2 separate regions of the Zea mays genome follow, and region 2 is linked to region 1. The links are chromatin contacts, called in public Hi-C maps. All regions are on one chromosome and are shown on one strand. The core of a region is the stretch at or near the end of the contact, and the rest is flanking DNA. Distances in the headings are between cores, read along the strand shown.

Region 1 (5,759 bases), core at 2,730-5,229:
CTGTTAGCATTCAAATTAGTAGCAGCTCCAAGAAATTAACATGAACAAACAGAGCATGCAGATAGTGCAACTGACAAATAGCCAAATAGACACCTTCAAATTTGTATCTTTTCTTGCGTCCCTATATTGCTGGAAAAACATTGAACTGTCACCTAATATTGTACTGAAAAACTTCTCAGGTGTACCAGGGAAGAACTTCTGCAAGATGAGTTATATCAGAATTAGGAAATGGGTTATGCATCAGAAGAATTGGAAAAAACAAAGTTGGATGCTCACACTGGTTATATCTGCAAGAACATGGTCATTGATGAAAGGTTGGAATTTTATAGCCTTTTCAATGTTTTTTTCTGGTGTCTTTGTGTTGTCCGTCTTACTGCTGAACACACTGTTATTTTCTATTTGTAGAAGTACATGTGCTCTCACCTGTTTTGGGGAGAGCGGGTATAAGCATCAAGTTAGTTTCTGCGAGAAGATAAGGAAAGATAAAGTTCAAATATGTACGGTACCTGTTTTTCAGCTTCCAAGGTTGCTTCATAACTTTGTAGTGCAGCCTCTAGAGCTCTAAATGTACGATTTCTACTCCAGAATGATGCGAAGGTATACCTGATCCTTCCTGAAAAATTATATGGTTGCTTAAGTTTAATGGTAAAATTCTCTTCATAGTTCTCCATCATGGTAGGTGAAAAAACATGGCACATATGTGATGGTGCTTTGTCTGAAGGAGTATTTATGCTTGAAAATAGTAAACTCAACCTCTCTGATTGAAGTTTTCAGAAATCTTGCAGACAAAACCCATAAGGCTACTTTTATAATTAGGTATGTGCTTGCATCTAACTTATTAAAAGGGCCAACCAAAATTGATTTACCATTTTGACTGCATGCACGAGGTGTTCCATGTCCACCTGCACCAGCATTAAGAAAAATAGTAATTGCTGGGTTGATAAGAGAATGCTGGCTTCTTTTTATCTGCAGGATAAATTCATTTGTATGTTAGCTCTCAACAAAAGAAACAGACACTATTTGTATGCCATAAAATGGCCATATGGATTGCATACCTCGTCTATGTCTTGCAATGGAATAATCACCTAAAAAGTGCAGGGCTTAGATACGGAACTCAATGGTATCATATAGGGATAGAATATGAAAAATTGGCCTGAAAGTTTTTGTCACTATTTTAATTCGATACTGCTAACCATTGATTGTGGCAGTGACCTTATTTGTGCCAGTTACCTGCTAGAAGAACAACTTAACTTTTACAGATTTTCTGAGGAATATGAAATGATATTATGGTGTGCCCTCATCATTTTGGGATTCGAAGAGGGCTGGAGAGAAGTCTAATGCACATTTCATCTTCAATTACTGTATATCAAACGGCTACATTAAGTTCCAGGAACCATTTTCAGAATATTTGCTTACATTCAATTGTTTGGAGAATACGTTAGAGTGGAAGCACAGATGCCATTGGGAGATGTACATACGGCCATGGAGCAAGAAACACCTGTCCAGAGCACAGGAGTAACTTTGGTGAACAATCTGCAAGGATAAGAGATAAATTAGATGTATCGATAAATTATAAGTTCTGGTCAGCATGCGATACTGCACGCCTACATATGGCATTATAATTTGTTGAGGAAAGTACTTCATCATGAGGAAGTTTATATATGATTTGCAGAGGGCCAATGCCTTCAATCATCGCTTGACGTTGCTTATTCAGTATCATCTTTCTCGGGGACTCAGCTCCATTGCATTCTTCAAAGGAGCTGGAAAACATGATTGAATTGGGATGATGTTTACATTCAGAAATGCTGGGGTTGTTTTTCCCAAAACAAGGTTACCTATCAGAATCTGGAAATGCTTTAGTTGAACGAAGACGCAGGCAGATCTGCAGCCAGATGTTTTTGGATTGTCAATACATGCTGAAATCCATTGAATTGTCAAGATGGACGCAAGTGGCATAAAATATTCAATCACAAATCTCCCATAAAATGCATGTTTTACCTGACCAAATTTGCTGTCCAGTTCGTACCAACTAGCCCCCGATTCGTTCTCAGTGAGAACAACTATAGTTACAGATCCAATAACTTTGCATTTGCACACAGTGTCCCAGTCATATATTGTTATGGTTACCTATGCAGAAAGCAACAATGCATGTCACACGTTTTATCATATCAAGTTTCTGGCATCAGAAATTCAGGGAAAAACCGTCTTCTTTCGATGTTCTGAACTTTTCATTCAGTGCCACTCTGGGGCTAGCGCACCATTGACCCAACCCTAACTTAAATTAGTATCCCAGCCGCTCTGAGGTGAAGAGGCTTCGGAGAAGCTATGCAGCAGAAAGCATAGCACACCCTGTACTCTCAAGTTTAATATGCTGCTTACCGATGGTGCTTTATACAACTTTCTGCAGGTTGGTATCCACAACTCAAATATTCAGTTCGATAGGTCTATGCTGTCATGTGGACCACTAGTCCTGAGTGGGGCTGGGGGTGGGATGTTGCCGTGGGAAAAAAATTGTCACATGATTATGACGCGGCAAAGCGCTTTTGTTTTTATTTTGTGTACTATTTTTTTAATCAAATTTCTCAGTGTCACTCAAGCAGCAAAAGGAAACGGTTTCGCTGTTCCTTGAACGAAGGTTCTAAAAAGCTGACAACTGTAGTTCTAGCGGTACTGCAGTGGCAAAGCAATAGTTTTGTATCAGAACAAGGCTGGCGTGCACAGGTACTGGGCCATCTGTAACGGAGCATTTGTCTAGAATAAACAAACTGTTGCTGTTCTCTCACGCTTCTGACAGACAAGCTAAGCAGTGTGGATGAATGCGTGGCTGGGTTAACTCGTGTTGAGGCATCCATCATTTTGCTGGGAACTGACACGTCCATAATCGAACTGAAAGTTCTAGCAGGCATGCTTTGAAGAGGGCTGGCTGCCTAGTCGCTTGGAATGCTGGTAGTAATAAATGGAACTGGAAAGATGGATACAGTGGCTTTCACTTTTTTTTCAGCTGTCTGCGCACTTCAAAATTCAAATGCAGTGAGGAACTGAGTAGTGAGGAGGCTGCTGGTTTTGTTGCTTACCTCTACCGGGAGTTGTTCGACCAGGAAATTGAAGTCCTCCCCCCACAGAGGGTTTCTCTGGCTGGGCACCATGGAACTGCATAGACAGTGTGAGCAGCCTCACTTCGCTGATCATAATCATTCACGAGCTCCGATTCCGAAGAATCAGCTGTGGAGGGAGGCAAGTAACAAAGCACCTGAAGCGCTTCTGGTCGGCGCAGGAGATGACGGCGAAAGGATCGGAGCTGCCGTCCAAGTTGGCGCCGATCAGGTACTTGGCCGAGAGCAGCTCCAGCTGGAAGCACCGCAGATCACACACACATACGAAGAAGGCTCAAGGCGTAAAAAAAACAGAAGAGAGGCATGCAGGTGCAATCCATCAGAGTTGCCAAATGCCATATGGGGATGGGAAAACATGCATGCATGTGGCAGTGGTTACCTTGACGACGTAGCCGCCGCCGCCCTGAGCGCAAGTGATATCATCAGAAGCCGCCTCGCCCCTCGCGCGGGTCCGGCGGCGGCCCGCGACTCGGTGGTAGGCTGCGGTTGCAGATGAACGCGCGGACGAGGCTGGCCTGTTGCCGCCGGTGGCCGTGGACTTGGCGTGCTGGTCCGTTGTCAGGAGGAAGAGGATGAGCGCGGCGATGAGCAGCGCCGTGGCGGAGAAGGCGACCTTGGCCTCCCAGAGCGACGGCAGGAGGAGGCCCAGCGCCCACGGCAAGCACGGGCCCATGCCGGGAGGATGGATCCGGCTGCAGAGTGCAACGGAAAACGTGCTGCGAGGCGACGATTTCCAATCGTTCGTCTGCTCGATCAAAATTCGAAGGTGCGTGTACGATTATGGGAGGTGGGATGCGGAGCTGCAGAGGGAATGGGAAGGGAAGGCGACTGGCGGAAGGCCTGCCACGGCCAGTGCGCTGGAGCATTTAAAAGTGAGCGGAGCGCGCGCGGGGTCGTCGGTGAGAACTACTAGCGGTAGCGGCTGGCGGCGTGCAGCCGAAAGATGCAATGATTAGCAGGTAGGTGCGTGCGGCACTGCGGCTGGACCTAGAGGCAATGGCCGAGGACGACGGTGCTCCACGCGTGCACCCCTAACGCCATTTTTAAGGGATCAAAGATCGAACTAGTAAATTGCTCGTAAGAGGAACTCCAAGAGCTTCCTAAGAAATTGTTCACCAAAACACCATATTAGGGGGTTGCTGAAAAAATATCCTAAAAAACAAAACTCATGTTAGAATACTAATAACCGGCCCCTTAAACTTTTAAAAGAGGCCACGTCATCATAGAATGGCACATATGTATAGATGACCAATAAACACGAGGCCCGTGAGCACAACACGAAGCCCGCTGTTTGGGCTCGATCTGAGCCCGGCACGGCCCGGTTCTATCACTACCGGAATCGAGCGCTTTGCCGAGTGCCTGAAGGCTGAAAAACACTCGACAAAGAGATCCCGGGGGAACAGTACATCGGTAACGACTTCTTTGCCGAGTACTTTTCATCAGGCACTCGGCAAATAAAAGTCGCTGTCACGGCGCCTGGTAACGGAGATGACGTCTTTGCAGAGTGTTCTAGTTGACACTCGGCAAAGAAATTACCTCTTTGCCGAGTGTCTACCAGCCTACACTCGGCAAAGGGTCTACCAGCGGGGCCCTTTGTCAGTTTCTTTACTGAGTGTTCTTGGAGGCACTCGGCAAAGCTTGCCTATTTTACCGATTGTCAGGGCCAGCCACAACACTTGGCAAAGAAGCTTTACCGGTGCCCAGGTGTTGCCTTTTCTATCGAGTGCTATGTCCATGACACTTGGCAAAACACCTTTTTGCCGAGTGTTACACTCGGCAAAGTGACTAGTATACACCTTTTTAATTTGTTTTTGCTATTCCATCCAAACAAACAAAAGATATCACATATACATCACAGATATCACATAATCATCACAGATATAACATATATATCACATATCTCATAAACACCATAAATCAAACAAGTTCACAGCATTACCAACATGTTCGGACACAAACATAAGTATCCAACACTCAAGAACATAAGTCTCAAGTATCTCACAAAGCAGACCGGGTCTGACACGAATAAGCGGGCGGGGCCCGGACATGAAACTAAGCACGGTGGGTTGGCCCGGCACGGCCCGTTTACCTCTAAGCCCGTTTTTTTGCACAAAATTGTGCTTACCGGCCCGCTAAACCCGTTTTTCGACCCGCTTTTTCTGTACTTACCGAGCTGGCCCGACCCGTTTAGGCCCGCTGTGGGCCGCGCTCGGACAGGAAAACGAGCCCGCGGGTTTAAATGGCTCGGTCCGGTTTCCAAAATGGGTCGGGCTTCACCAGGCCCGGGGCGAACCGGGCGGCCCGTTTGGCCATCTCTACCCTTACTTCTTCTCTCCGTCGGGTGGTAGGAGTAGGACCCATGAAGGGGGAAATTGTTGCACAGGTGCTATAGTCATGGCTGGCCCCGCTCGTTTGCAGCCATAGCAGCCTGATGTGAGAAGAGCGAGCGCGGTGGCGGCATTGCATGCAGTGAGAGATGTATGGATTGGGGAAGATTTTCGCTCGTCAATATTTGAGGGGGAGTGGAGCTTGGATACGGGACACTGATAATTTGGAGGAAGGAAAGGGAAACTGTTGGAAAGAGTTTTTTTTACCCTAAAACATGTTTTAGGGTTGGTTTTAGCATTCTTTTGGAGATGCTCTAAG
Region 2 (5,534 bases), core at 1,514-4,013, 180 kb after region 1:
CCTCTCTCAATCAGTCACACAGACCGGTCGAGGCTTCTCCTTAATCACTTGGGTCACTAAGACCCCACAAGGATCATCACACACTTAGGTGTCTCTTGCTAGCTTTACAAAGAACTTGTAAGAATAAGAATAGAGAAGGAGAAAGCAATCGAAGCGATAAGAGCAACAAAAGAACACAAAACACCCTCTCTCAAGTCACTAAGGAATTGAGTTGATTTGGAGGCTTGGAGAGTATTTGATCTTTGGAATGTGTCTTGGAGTGAATGCTATTGCTCTTCTACTGAATGTGAACTTCAGAAAACTTGGATAGCTTGAATGGAGGTGGTTGGGGGTATTTATAGCCCCAACCACTATTCTAGCTGTTGCTGGCGATGGCACACCGGACAGTCCGGTGGTGCACCAGACAGGGCACTGTTTACTGTCTGGTGCGTGCCACGTCAACACGCTGTTGGGGTTTAGAGCAGTTGATCATTAGAACCCTTTGTCTTGTAGCTACATCGGACATGTTCGGTGTGTTCTGACTTGCTGCTCTGACTTTTGACCGTGTACTGTTCACTTCACTGTTCACTTTTGCAGTCGACCGTTGCGCGCAGTGACCGTTGCTCCAGTTGGCTCACCGGACAGTCCGGTGATTTATAGCGAAGCGTCCCTTGGAAAAACCCAAGAGTCAGAAGTTTGCTTGGTGCTCGACCTAGGGCACCGGACACTGTCTGGTGCGCCACTGGCAGCACACTCTCAGTCTTTGCTCCAAATTTATTTGAGTCCTCAACTTAATTTCTTTCTTGGTTTATGTTGGACCTTATGCACCTGAGATAAAAGACATCTAGGCAAACTAGTTAGTCCACGTGGTTTGTGATGGACGTCAAACACCAAAATTGATTATGAGAAATGATTAAGCCCATTTCCCTTTCAGGATCCTAGCGACTAGTGAATGAATGTTGTGTGCCCTAGCCCAGTTGGGTGATGCAAGGAGACACATGTCTTTATCCTGGTTTGTGCATGAGAAGGCCCTACTTCTAGCAGAGAGGGGATTAGACTTATATTTCTTGCACCTAAGTGCTTGCAGTAGGGAGTATAAGTTTTACGGGAGAGGGAATGGATCCCAAGTCCCTAAGGTTGATTGAGCCAAGTGCCAATATCGCTATGGAGGTGAAAACCGAGGCATGGCCGAGCCCATGTAGCCGATAAGGACTTTGGTATGGCACTTGTACTCGCTATTGACTTGTGACAGGAAGGGGATGCCAGGTTCCTGTATTTGCATCTTTGACTACGTAGAGAGCTGAGGCCAGAGCCGGAGGCTTGGTCACATGGCCCCAAGGGGATTCAGACCCATGACCCCCCATTCCCCCGTACAACCCAGGTCTAGCTAAAATTTAAAAACACATATGGTCCCAAGGGGATTCGAACCTATGACCCCTTAGGCAAATGCGAGCAGTAGCTACCGCTACACCACATGTGTGTTTATGTCTACATCTATGACATGAAAAACATCTATTACATCTCTCCCCAAGACCATCTGCTACCTTTGCACAATGCGTTGTAGTAGATAAGTATCATCGAAATTCTTGAATTATATTTTTGGATGGAGAGAGTAGTATTTAAAGAATAGCCTTGTATGCAATTTCTTTTGTTTGAATAATGTTTTTAACTTAAATTCCTTTTTTTGCATGTGTGGCATTTATTCTCCGTAATATATTTTCCATGGATCTGACTTGTGAGTTATTTTCATAAACCAACGCCAAAAATAAATCCATGTTTCTTACTTGGAAACCCCGGACAAACACCACTAGCAGGAGGCGCTCGCGTTTGTGTCGCTCATCGACGACGAGAAGAAGCTTGGTTACTTCCAGTTCGACCTCTGGAAGCAGTCCTACGTGGTCGCATGCGCCGCTGTGTACGACAAGCTCCGGCGCACTCGTCGCTTGGACGCGGTCCAAAGCGGCTGCACCACACTATCCATCGTCAAGCAGGGCGACCTCATGGTCGTCGCCAACGTCGACGACTCTAGGGTTATTCTGGGCACCGCATACGACGACGGCACCATCACGCAGTCCAGCTTATCGTTCACTTGAAGCCCAACCTGCCACATAAGTCGCTACTGACCGGCCATGAATTATTGTGCGCTGGGACGACGACCATTGCTGACGTTGTGCGAGTGTCCTCGAACATGATGTATGTAGAGGAGTAGCGCATCCGGTGGTGCAACGACTAGATGTACCACCTCGCTGATGAGCCCGGGGTGCATTTCGTCTGGCAGCTCAACCAAAAGTTATCTGTACTCGTTATGTCGCTGCGCGTTCGACGACTATTATATCAAGGACTGTGGCGTCATCTCGGCGCCGGAGGTGACACCGAGGAGGACCAACCGCAATTACCAGTTCGTCGTCATCGCCACCGTCAGGGTAGCTTTTGTGCCGGTCTGCCTTTAATTCTCTTTGCAAACACATACACTTGACTTTTTGTTTAAGTAAGCGTGTATGGTGGTGCGTGCCTGATGACTGACGATGTACGAGAAAACTTTTTCCGGCAGGTGTGGGACGTGCTCTCCAATAATGAGATCATGCAAATCGTGGCATATATCGAAGTCTATATGATACTGATGGTTGCAATGCAATGGTAAAACAACTAAATTAAAATAATAAAATTTATGTATAACCAAAACCACACATGGATTATAAAACCTTTTCTCGTAATAGTATAACATATATTTTATATATAAGTTATCATAATATTACAGTAAAACGTAGAAAACAAAAAAAAATTACGCAATGCAAGGGCGTAAAGGCATGCGAAGGCCATATCATCGCAATTTTGGTTCGAGGAGCGATGAAACACTGACATTTGGGGGCAGCTGTCAGCAATTTCTCCCTTTTCTTCCTCATTTACTTATCCCTCTCGCTTCCCGCATCCCACGCCGCCGTCCTCCGCACCGTCCACGCCGCCGTCCTCCGACCACCGCGACTCTGCCGCAGCCGCCCTCTGCACCGTCCTCGCCGCGCACCACCGCGACTCTGACCGTGGCCCGCAGTCCTGCCTCGCTGCCAGTACTGAGCCCGCAGGCGGCGCCCGCAGCCGAGCCGGAGGTCGCCAGCGCCGCCAGAAGACTTGCTTCGAGGGATTCCCTACGGTTGGTCTTATTCTGAGAGCCTTTTGTTTGCTAATTTGATTGCTGCATAGTTTGCCTGCTTATTGAATCCAGTTCAGTTTATGGTCTGAATCTGCTGGTCCTCTTCTTCAGGGCTCAAGGTCAATCAGGTGTGGTCGCAGTTTTCCATTTTTAGGGTTCAGCTAAACTGGCCCCCCATGTCCCATGGTGTGCCCGCCCCCATGTTAGAAGAGTTGGCGAGGGAGGCAACACTCGCCGATGTGTCTATTCTTGTAGATGGGAATGACGCAGAGCTACATGTACATGGCAATGGCGCAGAGGTACATGATAATGGCACAGAGTTACATGGCAATGGTGCAGTGCTGAAAAGAGTTGAAATGCCCCAGGTTAGAGAGGTGTATGTTAGTTTAAATGTTTATTTTTGGTACTGGCTGCCATGGAAACTTGTAATGCTTGCTTTCTTCACTAGGATTTGGGAGCGATTTCAGCCAAGGAGGTGCCGCTGCATGAGGGCAAGGAGGTGATACTTGTGGATGATAATGACAGCGGGCAGGAAGATGATGCAGAGGGTAAGGTGGATGAGAACACACCTCGTGTTGGGCTGAGATTCAAAACTTATGATGACGCTCTCAAGTACTATAAACAATATGCTGAGGATTCTGGGTTTTCAGCAATCATTCTGAAGTCGTCGTATTTAAAGTCAGGGGTGTGCCGAAGGTTGGTGATTGGATGTAGTCGAGCTGGGAGAGGGAGAGCAAATGCGTGCTATCTATCAAGAGAGTCGACCAAGATAAATTGTCCAGCAAGGATATCTTTGAAGTTAAGGCAAGATAGATGGCTTCATATTGATGATGCTAAGCTCGAGCACAACCATCCATACAACCAGTCCACTACATCACTTATTAATTGTTATAAAAAACTAACAGATGCCAAGAATGGGGTATCTGCCTCACGATTGAAGGGTCGCAGGAACATTCCAGCTGAAAAAGAGCAAGGGAACTTCACGGAGATAGGAAGGCTTAAATTTGGGGAAGGAGACGATGAATATATCCAGAAGTTTTTTGGGAATATGCAGAACAAGAATCCTTACTTCTTCTACTTAGTAGATTTGGATAATCAGGGACGTTTGAGGAACTTATTCTGGAGTGATGCTAGGTCACGGGCAGCGAATGATTACTTTGGTCATGATGTTGTTTACTTTGACACCTCATACTTGACAGAGAAATATGATTTGCCACTTGTTTTCTTCACTGGGATGAATAATCATGGTCAGCCTGTTCTGTTTGGTACTGCTTTACTGTCAGATCTAAGTGTTGATAGTTATGCTTGGTTACTTAGAGCATTTTTATCATGTATGAAGGGTCTCTGCCCAAAGGCAATCATCACTGAACATTACAATGCTATTATGGATGCTGTTCAAGAAGTTCTCCCTGAAGTTAGACATCGCCTTTGCCTGTATCGTATTATGAAAGATGTAGCAGAGAACTTGAAAGAACATGCAGAGTTTAAAACAATAAATAAAGCACTGAAGAAAGTAACATATGGATCTTTGAAGATACCAGAGTTTGAAATGGAGTGGAAGAAGATTATCGAAGAGCATGGACTTGGAGGAAATGAGTGCCTCAGTTCCCTTTATGAGCACCGCCAACTCTGGGCACCTGCATATCTGAGAGATAAATTCTGGGCAGGGATGTCTATTTCACAGCGAGGGGAGTCTATTTCCTCGTACTATGATGGGTTTGTGTACCCAAAAACTTCTTTGAAGCAATTTTTTAGTAAATATGAGATGATATTAGAGAACAAATACAAAAAGGAGTGGCAAGCAGATGAAGAATCTTCCCATAGGTCTCCATTGACTGTAACAAAATTTTACATGGAAGAGCAGCTGGCTAAAGCCTATACAATAAACATGTTCAGAAAATTTCAAGATGAGTTGAAAGCAACAATGTATTGCGATGGTATGCCAATTAAAGTTGATGGCCGACTTGTTACTTTTGAAGTGAAAGAATGCTCATACATGGAAGATGGAAAGGACACAGAGAGCAGGACCTATGAAGTTTACTTTTGTAAAGAAGAACCCAAAGTTGAAATTGAGTGTGAATGTGGTTTCGTTCAGTTCACTGGCATCCTGTGTAGACATGCATTGTCTGTGTTGAAGTTGCAGGAGATATTTGAGATCCCAAAAGATTATGTTCTCGATCGCTGGAGAAGGGACTATAAGAAATTATATTATAATGCAAAGAAACCTAATGAAATGCCTCTTAGTGACATTGTTGAACGCTCTGATTATTTGTTCACACAATGTAGTCAGCTGCTCAATCTAGGGTTTGTATCTGAGAGTAGGTACCTTGTTGCTCTGAAGTTACTGAGAGAAATGGAAAGATCTCTTCTGGATGATGGACTACCTGCTAGAGACAGGCAGCCAATG

The links. A called contact is a pair of places that touch in the nucleus more often than the background predicts.
Region 2: a contact with region 1 is called in a Hi-C map of ear, with 3 times the contacts expected there. The contact joins the promoter of LOC103627396 here to the promoter of LOC103627395 in region 1. A contact is called at or near these places in 8 of 25 Hi-C or Micro-C datasets (ear, endosperm, leaf and 3 more).

The regions. Positions count from the first base shown.
Region 1 is chr5:186,303,150-186,308,908 of Zm-B73-REFERENCE-NAM-5.0, forward strand. It overlaps LOC103627395 (BAG-associated GRAM protein 1), which reads right to left and starts at 3,980. Exons shown (of 17, transcript XM_008647683.3): 1 at 3,493-3,980; 2 at 3,251-3,348; 3 at 3,075-3,150; 4 at 1,999-2,127; 5 at 1,836-1,882; 6 at 1,640-1,760; 7 at 1,417-1,533; 8 at 1,056-1,085; 9 at 867-966; 10 at 507-613; 11 at 277-423; 12 at 94-198. The coding sequence starts at 3,786. It also overlaps a transcript of LOC100192987 not described here.
Region 2 is chr5:186,479,711-186,485,244 of Zm-B73-REFERENCE-NAM-5.0, forward strand. It overlaps LOC103627396 (protein FAR1-RELATED SEQUENCE 6), which reads left to right and starts at 2,764. Exons shown (of 8, transcript XM_008647684.3): 1 at 2,764-3,127; 2 at 3,239-3,492; 3 at 3,576-5,534. The coding sequence starts at 3,304.